Linked DNA regions of Mus musculus: region 1 is linked to region 2. Evidence: chromatin contacts called from public promoter capture Hi-C data. All regions are on one chromosome and are shown on one strand. Each heading gives the region's core, a stretch centred on a gene start, on an enhancer-like site or on the middle of the called end of the contact. The rest is flanking DNA. Distances are from core to core; before and after follow the strand shown.

What was found. Promoter capture Hi-C pulls out the DNA fragments that hold promoters and counts their contacts.
Region 1: a contact with region 2 is called in a promoter capture Hi-C map of liver, with 2.3 times the contacts expected there. The contact joins the promoter of Akr1c13 here to the promoter of Akr1c14 in region 2. A contact is called at or near these places in 2 of 39 promoter capture datasets (both in liver).

The regions. Positions count from the first base shown.
Region 1 is chr13:4,189,413-4,194,076 of GRCm38.p6, forward strand. Akr1c13 (aldo-keto reductase family 1, member C13) reads left to right here and starts at 1,775. Exons shown (of 9, transcript NM_013778.2): 1 at 1,775-1,898; 2 at 4,622-4,664. The coding sequence starts at 1,815.
Region 2 is chr13:4,056,679-4,060,992 of GRCm38.p6, forward strand. Akr1c14 (aldo-keto reductase family 1, member C14) reads left to right here and starts at 2,913. Exons shown (of 9, transcript NM_134072.2): 1 at 2,913-3,037. The coding sequence starts at 2,954.

The DNA.
Region 1 (4,664 bases), core at 525-3,024, 130 kb after region 2:
ACAATTTAGGGACCCCGTGAGGAACCTGACAGAAGGACTGGAGGAGCAGGGGGGATTGCAACCCCATAGGAAAAACAACATAGGCTGGCTGGACTATCCAGTGTTCCCAGAGGCTAGACCACCAACCAAGGAATGTACAGGGAGGGATCTATGACTCCAGATACATATGTAGTAGAGGATGGACTTGCCTGACAGCAGTGGGAGGGGAGGACCTTGGTCTCAAGGAGGTTTGAAGGCCCAGCACAGGGAGTTGCTGAATCTGTAGGGTGGGAGAGGGTGGGTGGGAGAGCACCCTCATGGAGGCAAAGGGGGGGAGGAGAGGGTTGATGTGGGATGGGGGGTTTTGTGGAGGGGTAGCTGGGAAGTGAGATATCATTTGAGATGTAAATGAATGGAATGATTAATAAAAAATTTCAGTTTTAGTTGTTGATATCTTTGTTTTTAAAAAAATTCTGAGAAGACTAAATTCAGTTCATGAACTATTTTTCCATTAATTATTTATTCACTTTATATCCTGATCACTACCCACCTGCTCCCCCTTTTATACTGTCTCTACCCCTCCCATTCTCTTCTGAGAGGGTGGCGGTATCCTGGGTATCCCCCTACCTCTGGCACATCAAGTTTCTGCATTGCTAGATGTATTCTCTCCCAGGAGGCCAGACAAGGTAGCCCAGATAGGGAAACAGACTACACAGGCAACAGTTTTAAGGAACATTCCCGTTCCAGTTATTGGGACCCACATGAGACACAAGCTGTACTTCTACTATGTGTGTGTGTGTGTGTGTGTGTGTGTGTGTGTGTGTGCTAGGTTGAGTCTGAGTATGCTCTTTAGTTGATAGTTCAGTCTCTGAGAGCCCCCAAGTATCCAGTTTAGCTGACTCTCTTGGTCTTCTTATAGGGTTTCTACCCTCTTCAGGACTCTCAATCCTTCCCTCAACTCTTCCATAAGAGTCCCTGAGCTCCATCCAAAGTTTGGCTGTGGGCCTCTGCACCTGTTTTAGTCTGATGCTGGATGGAGCCTTTCAGAGGACAGTTATGCTAGCTTCCTTCCTGTCTGCAACCATAACATAACATCTTTCAGGGACTGATACTTGCCCATGGGATGGGAATCAAGTTGAGCTGGATATTCCTTGGCCATTCCCTCAGTTTCTGCTCCATCTTATCTTTGCATTTCTTGTAGACAGGGAAAATTTTGAGTCAAAGTTTTTTGGGTGGTTTGATGCCCCTATCACTTTAAGTGCTCAAGTGTGGCTTCTTTTTTCTTTATGTTTACAGGGCATGCAGTAACTCATGATTTTCAGTGATGCATGTTCAAGTAGAGGCTTCATAATGGCCAAATGAAAATAAGTATCTTCAGTATTATAATTGTTCAACCAATCTCTTCTTTAATAGTATTTAATATATGAGATAAAGAAGAGAAAAACCACAGTAAACACGTACTTTATCTTATATAGTACTTTATTTGAAATTTATCCTTTATATGAAAATGAGTGGCTTGCGTTCTTATTTGTGGAATACTGCTTTAAATTTCTGACTCCTCCCTTGTGTTGGTGTCCATTAGACAGACAATAGTAGTATTTAAAACAGTAGGCACACAACAGTACTGTTAACCATTAGCCAGACAGTAGCACTGATTAATCATTAGCTGGATAGCAGATAGTTAAACATTAGCCAGTGAGTAGGCATGGCTAACTGCCAGAAAGGGAGTGTCCCTTGTTAACCATTAGACAGGAAGTTGATAGACGATGTTTACCCACTTCCGCTTCAGGGCAACAGAATACTCAGGAAGTGCTTAGCCAGGGGAGTGAGAGACAATGAGCTCCAAACAGCACTGTGTCAAACTAAATGATGGCCACTTAATTCCTGCCCTGGGCTTTGGCACCTATAAACCCAAGGAGGTAAGAATACAGGATTGTCAGTATCTCAGGCTAGAGCTAATCCGTGTACAAGAGAACAGAAAGTTAGGTTTGCCCTGCATCAGGGTCTGATTGTGTATCCCCTGCTTGCTGATTGTTCTTGATAAATAGAGGTTACAGCAGCACTTGAAATTGGTGGCTGTGGTTGGGAGACCTAGCTATATTCATGCTTGCTTTTCTCTGAGGAAGACCCCTGTTCCTGGTGAATCAGTAGGGAGGCATGCTGAAGGGGAACAAAGGGGGGCAAACTCTAAAGACATTTTCTCCTGTGGTAGGTGTTAGTGCAGCATATAATGAAGCTATAGGGTACATGTCTCAGTAGCACTAGAACATTTACTATAACTCAGCAAGCGAATTCAGGGACAGGGAGAAAGTTTATCTTCCTTGTTATTTTTACTGTCTGACTGGGAATCTGGTCTTGGTAGGATTTGACTCTTTTTGTTTTTGTTTTTGTTTTTATTTTTATTTTTGTTTGTATTTCCCCTTGGATTTACTTTTCTGGCCTAGGCATGTCTGTGAATCTACTGTTCCCATTTGGGACCTTCCAGCTCTAAGAGTGAACTTGGCTGTGAGCTCCAGGCTTAAAGGGACAGACCCATGACCTAACAATTCTGGGCACTATGCTTTTCTTGTATCCATGCTTCAAAGATTGATAGAGGAGAAGAAAGTCACCAGATTGCCTATCAGCTTTCTTGGTTGCAGTGTGGGAGGGGAGTTCTCTTTATGTCCATAACCTACAACATAATTTTTCATTGCAAAAAGGCAAAATGCCGGAAATGAACATTCAGGGTGGCTTCCTGTATGTTCTCAAATCTGTGGGTTGGAACCCCAAACTCATTTTATGTCTGGGGATCACCACAGCATGAGGCAATGAATTAAAGTGTTGCAGCATTAGGAAGGTTGGGAACCAATGTCGGAGACTAAGGCATGAAACAAATATTTGCAAATACTTTGGTTTTGTTTCAGGGTAGCCATCAGCATCTCACAGTGGATGTTTACCAGAACTAAGTGAGATCTCCCATGTATAACTCTCAACTGTGGAAAACTTTCTGGAATTTTATAGTGAATCATTATGATGGGGAGAAAGAGGACCTAGTAAAGATAAATGTGAGTTATTGGTATTCATTAGTGTATTTTGGATTTAGAACATGGTTGTCCTCAGAACAAAAAACATCAAGTGGACTGTTTGCAAACCTGGAGGGACTTTCTTGTTTTCTATTCCTCCTGATACCTTTTAAATGTGTGGCAAAGGATCTCTTCCCTTGACTTCAAATGTGTCCATCTCCTTCCTGTTAGACTCCAGAGAAATCTGGAGATCTACACAGGATTTGTTACTTTTGCAAAGTTGCACAATATCAAGAATAGGTCAAGGCCACTACTGGAGCCTCAGCTTTGATAACTCACGGTGTCCTTACTCTTGGATAAGGCAGGGCTCGTTTCCAGATAAGGTGGTAGAAGCCAGAACTTAATCACTGTCTTTTATCGTGAAAAGATAACTGTAGAGATTCTTAGGACAATGAAAAAGCTACTCTCATTTACTTTTTCAACCCTTTGTAAGTATTGTATGATTGTATGTGTCTTTGTGTGTTGTGAACAATGTCTGAGGAAGTAAGAGGTCAAAGCTGCCCTCCAATGCTCATGCTTTATCTGTGTGAACCCAGTGTCTCACCGAGTCTGTTGTGCTCAGGGGTGAGCTGCAGGGCTCACCTTGATGCTTCCTCCTCATGCACTGAGTCTGCATGCCATACTCTGCTTTACAAGAGAGCTGGGTTCCAAACTAAGATACCAAAGTTGTCTGCAAGGGTGTTACTGAGTGAGACATCTCCCCAGCCCACACCCTAAACCTTTAACAAAACCCCAGTCATATCATTATTCAAATCTGGCAGCCAAGGCAATAATTTTAGGTTTAATTCTAGCCATGTCTTTTTAAAACAAATAATCTTGGATTGAAGAGGCTGATACCGAAATAAATAACCTCTAACATGATGTAGTTAAGGTACTTTAAATAAGGATATACTCTTACATTAGATGCTTTTTTCTGTCTGTATTTAGATCTCTCAGAAAAAGAGAATGGATATGTAGAAAGACTAACATAGGACAGTACTTTCTCTCCAAGTCCCTATTATTAACCTGGCCTTGCTTGGTATCTGTGATCTTTGCATTTGCATCCTTTTGTAACAGTGTCTTAGCTGGGAGTAGAAGGAGTGTCTGTGTAATTGTCCTGTCCCAAGAAGACTTCCTTGTGTTCAGTTTGCTTAGTCATCCTACTACACACATTTAGTGTGACTTTCTAGCAGGCCACTGAAGCCAGGGTGAGCATCCATCAGTGCTAGTGAGTAACCAGGATTGCATAGGTATAGACAGGCTCTTGGATGCAAAAGTCTTGCTGTTAATTAAAAGACCATGAGAAAGCAATTTTGCCTCATTAGCTCAAACATGAGACAAAATATGGGCAAACACTGATTCTGTGAAGATACTTTTACTTTTCTGTGACAATTACAATATCTCTGGAGATTTCATTGGGTTTTATACAATAGGAAGTGGGAATGCAAGGACTGGGGTACTAGGCTCTTTCCTAACAACTGTTGTTAGGATGACTTTGAAAGACAAACTTCTTTGTGGTATAGTCATCTCCCATCTAGGCTCACTTTGAGCTAGTTCCCAGAACAGGCATCTCTAAATGCCTCCTTCGGTTCCTTCCCTAGGTTCCCAAGAGTAAGTCACTGGAGGCTGCATGCCTAGCTCTAG
Region 2 (4,314 bases), core at 1,663-4,162:
ACTGTCAAAGATGACATATATAAGCTTCCACCTCTCTCTGTCCAATGGCATTTGCCCTGCGACAGTCCTTTTCCAAGACACACCCTTTGTTCCCAAACATTCCTTAGCTTTCCCCCCCCCATCACATGCCCATTTCCTTATCTACATATTCAGTTACTAACTTGAAATATAGAAAATCATGAAGTGCGGCTAATAGGAGGACTCAGTGGGTAGAGGAGCTTGTCATGCAAACTTGAGAACTTGAGTTCAATTTCCGGAAAGTGGAAGGAAAGAACTGACTCTACAGAGCTGTCCTTTGACTTCCATATGCCTGTCTTGGCACAGATATGTTAACAACAACAACAACAACAACAACAACAAGGACAACAACGACACATTTTTTTTTTAAAGATTTATTTATTTTATTTATATGAGTACACTGTAGGTGTCTTCAGGCATACACCAGAAGAGGGCATCAGATCCCATTACAGATGGTTGCAAGCTACCATGTGATTGCTAGGAATTGAACTCAAATATTAAAAATGGTTTTCATTGACCTCTGGAAGAGCAGTCAGTGCTCTTAACCAACTGAGCCATTTCTCCAGCCCACAACAACACAAAATGCTAATCAAAGCTAGAGATTCTGTCCTACCAATCACATGGCTGACATCAAGAAAAACAAGAACCAACAAATATTGTTTGAGGAAAGGAGATGGTGGGGCCCTTCAACATGGCTAGTAAGAATGTAAATTACTTCAGCCATTATGGAAATCAGCATGAACTTAGGTTCAGAAAACTAAAACATAGAATTTTCTTTTGGTCCAGCTATTCTGCTCCGCGTATAGATTCAAGAGAATCAAAGTCAGTATAGTAATAGCATCTATATGTCTTAGTTAGGGGTTTACTGCTGTGAACAGATACCATGACCATGGCACCTCTTATAAAGGACAACATTTAATTGGGGTTGACTTACAGGTTCAGAGGTTCAGTCCATTATAATCAAGGTGGGAACATGGCAGCATCCAGGCAGGCATGGTTCAGGAGTTGCTGAGAGTTCTCCATCTTCATCTGAAGACTACTAGCAGAATACTGACTTCTAGGCAGCTAGGATGAGGGTCTTAAAGTTCATGTTCATAGTGACACACCTACTCCAACAGGGACACACCTACTCCAACAGGAACACACCTACTCCAACAGGGCCTTCTCCAACACCTTCTAATAGTGCCACTCCCTGGGGCACTATTATACTATACTTCCACTATAGTATTCATCGGGGCGTCTTAAAAGTGCTATTCACCATGTCCAAGATATGGAATCAGTCTAGGTGCCAATCAATGGAGAAATGGGTAAAGCCATGTGTGGTATCTATTTAAGATAGTGTTTTGCTGTGGATGGCTCTGTGCTGCTTGTATTTTATGTTAATTCTGCTCTCCTGGGAGAGGCTGCCTGGAATGAGGAATGAGTCTCAAGCTCAGGTGGCTTCTTGTGAACCAGTCTCCTAATGAATAAAGGAGCCAATCACTGGGCAAGTAGGAGGGACTTCTGGGTTGGATGGACAAAAATAGGTGGCAGGAGAGAGTTAGACCCTCTTTGGAATGGGACAGCAGACAGGTAAGATGTAGTTGCTAGAGTTTCTGGTATCATGGCAAATTTGCAAGGAATTGGATTTTTTAAAAAAAAAATGTATTTATTATTATAAATAAGTACAGTGTAGCTGTCTTCAGGTGCACCAGAAGAGGGCATCAGATCTCGTTACAGGTGGTTGTGAGCCACCATGTGGTTGCTGTGATTTTAACACTGAGCCTTCTGAAGAACAGTCAGTGCTCTTATCTCAGCCAGTAATTGGATTTTACTTTTTTTTTTTTTTTTTTTTTTTTTTTTAGTTTTTCGAGACAGGGTTTCTCTGTGTAGCCTTGGCTGTCCTGGAACTCACTCTGTAAACCAGGCTGGCTAGTTTACAAGATTAGGTTTTAGTTGTTGCACCCAGAGATTGAGTTACCATTGTTTCTGAACTGAGTTTGTGTTGCGTTTTCCTTCACTCGGTGGCTCATATGGGTTCAAGAAAGGTATGGTGGCAAAGCATGGGATTGCCAGATGTGCACCACAAAGGCATGGGGGATTTGAAGCACGGGGTTGGCGTGGTAGCAACTGCCAGTGGGAACCCGAGAGCTGGGTGGAGAGATTGTGGAGTTTTGAGTCAGTCTCCACAAGATAGAAACAGGCTGGCTGTTGCCCACCAGTGCATGGTCAGCCAGGCCGCTGGGGCAGAGGCACAAGAGTAGGAACGTGCCAGTTCATTTTTTAAATATTTCCTGCAACAGAGCTTTATTTAGGACAGACAAAATCATATCATTTGCACCAAAACGAATGGACTAGGTGAAAATCATCTTGTTAAACATAAAATCCCCAACTCAGAAAGGCAAATAGCTTGTGTGTTCCCCACAGATGGTGTTTGGTTTTTGAAAAAAGACATAAAAGGAGAAGAGACTATTTAGGGGGCCAGAGAGGGAACAGGAGGGGCAGTGGGTAAGCTTGATCAAGAAACATTGTGTCTGGGTGGAAATGTCACAATGAGACTTTTACTGTTTAGAAAGTAAAGAAGAGATACTCTTTTCAAATGAAAACCAGAGCCCAGTAGCTGAAGTTACTTTCTAGGTAACCTGTGATTGATTGCTGTCCATCAGTTTCCCCTTAACAATTTACACAATTAAGCATGGACTGTGAACAGAACCTTTTCTTCTACAAGAAATTCATGGTTTCATTTTCATGCTTTCTTGATTTATTGGAGTTCACTCTCATACACATGCAGACAGCCTCCAGTTTTTGTCTCTGGACTATTGCTTTAAGCTGGCTCCTCCCACATGCCATTGTTTAACTTTCCAGGAGATATTTAAGGAGCTGTAGCAATTTTCCTGGCGTTTATCCTGTGAAAACAGAAGTCTCAAGACCTGCGTGGTTGCATGAGTAACAAGCTATGAATTCTGTATCCCCACGTGTGGTACTAAACGATGGTCACTTCATCCCTGCACTGGGGTTTGGAACCACTGTGCCCGATAAGGTAAGAGTTGTGTCTTGGGCTTAAGAGTTTATAGGAGAAGAGATCAAGGATGTGCTTTTAGATTTGCTCCTGTTTGCTTCAGGCTCACATTAGACATCAGGTCTGCAGATTACAGCTATTCATGTGTAATAGAGGAGTCAGACTTGTTACTGTTCCTTGGAGACTTATCATGTGGACAATATTGTTTATTCTGGGCTCTGCTCTGTTTCTCCTTTAGTTTCAGTCTATTTTACAGTAAATGAAAACCAATCAGTACTACTGCTGTGCTTTGAATTGATTACAAAAGGATTAGTGACATGGATTTTTTTTTCTTTCTGTGCTTCAAATAACTATTCCTCTCAGAAGCCAGAAAACAAATTTGTAGTAGAACTTATTGGAGTTTATGACAAATGATCAGACAAAGAGCAGAGTCTGAGTCCACAGCACAAACTTCAGACCTGCACTGAAGTAGAATTTCTTTCCTACTTTCACTTTAGAAGCATTTACCTAAAAAGAAAATAGAACACTATTTTTGGGGTTAATTATAATTTAACAAAGCAACTCTAAATCCTTGCTCCATGATCCCATTCATGACATTTGAATCAAAATACAACAGGAGGTTTTCCTGGGGAAATGTTTTCATTCTGATCTCATCCTCTGGTTACTTACTCAGTGCGTGGCAAAGACTGGCACTGCAAGCTTAAGTCGCAATTTTCTCATGCAGAAGACATGATCATAGAGATACTTTGACCTCTTCTGATAAGAATTTTTACTTAGCATGCATGCTTGAAAGAGAGGTAAGGAGCAAAGATATCACAGCAGCTCTAGTTTCAGTAAATCTGTAGGAGTCAGTACAGTTTAGAGAAGGGCAGGGCTGCGTTGTGTAAACTGGAACTCAGTGTTTGAGCTCAGTGGTTAAGAGCACTGGCTCCTGTGGCAGAGGAACTAGGTTCAAGTCCTGGCACCCTCATGGTGGCTTACAACTGTCTGTAATTCCAGGTCCAGGAGATTCAAAATCCTCTTCTTGTCTCTGCTGACACCAGGCAACATAGACATGCAGGCTGGCAAAACACTTAAGATAAAATAGTGTTTTTAAATGGAAAACTAAATTATACTATTTTACGTAGATTGAATACATTAGAGAAAACAATTCCTGAAACATTTTGTCGGGCCTTTGATGAATTGAGTCTGATTGGTCCCTGGGCTCACAGGGCAGAAGAGAAAAGGTACACACAGGACTTCCTTAGATATTCAGATCACACACAAAAACATGCTCTCTCTCTCTCTCTCTCTCTCTC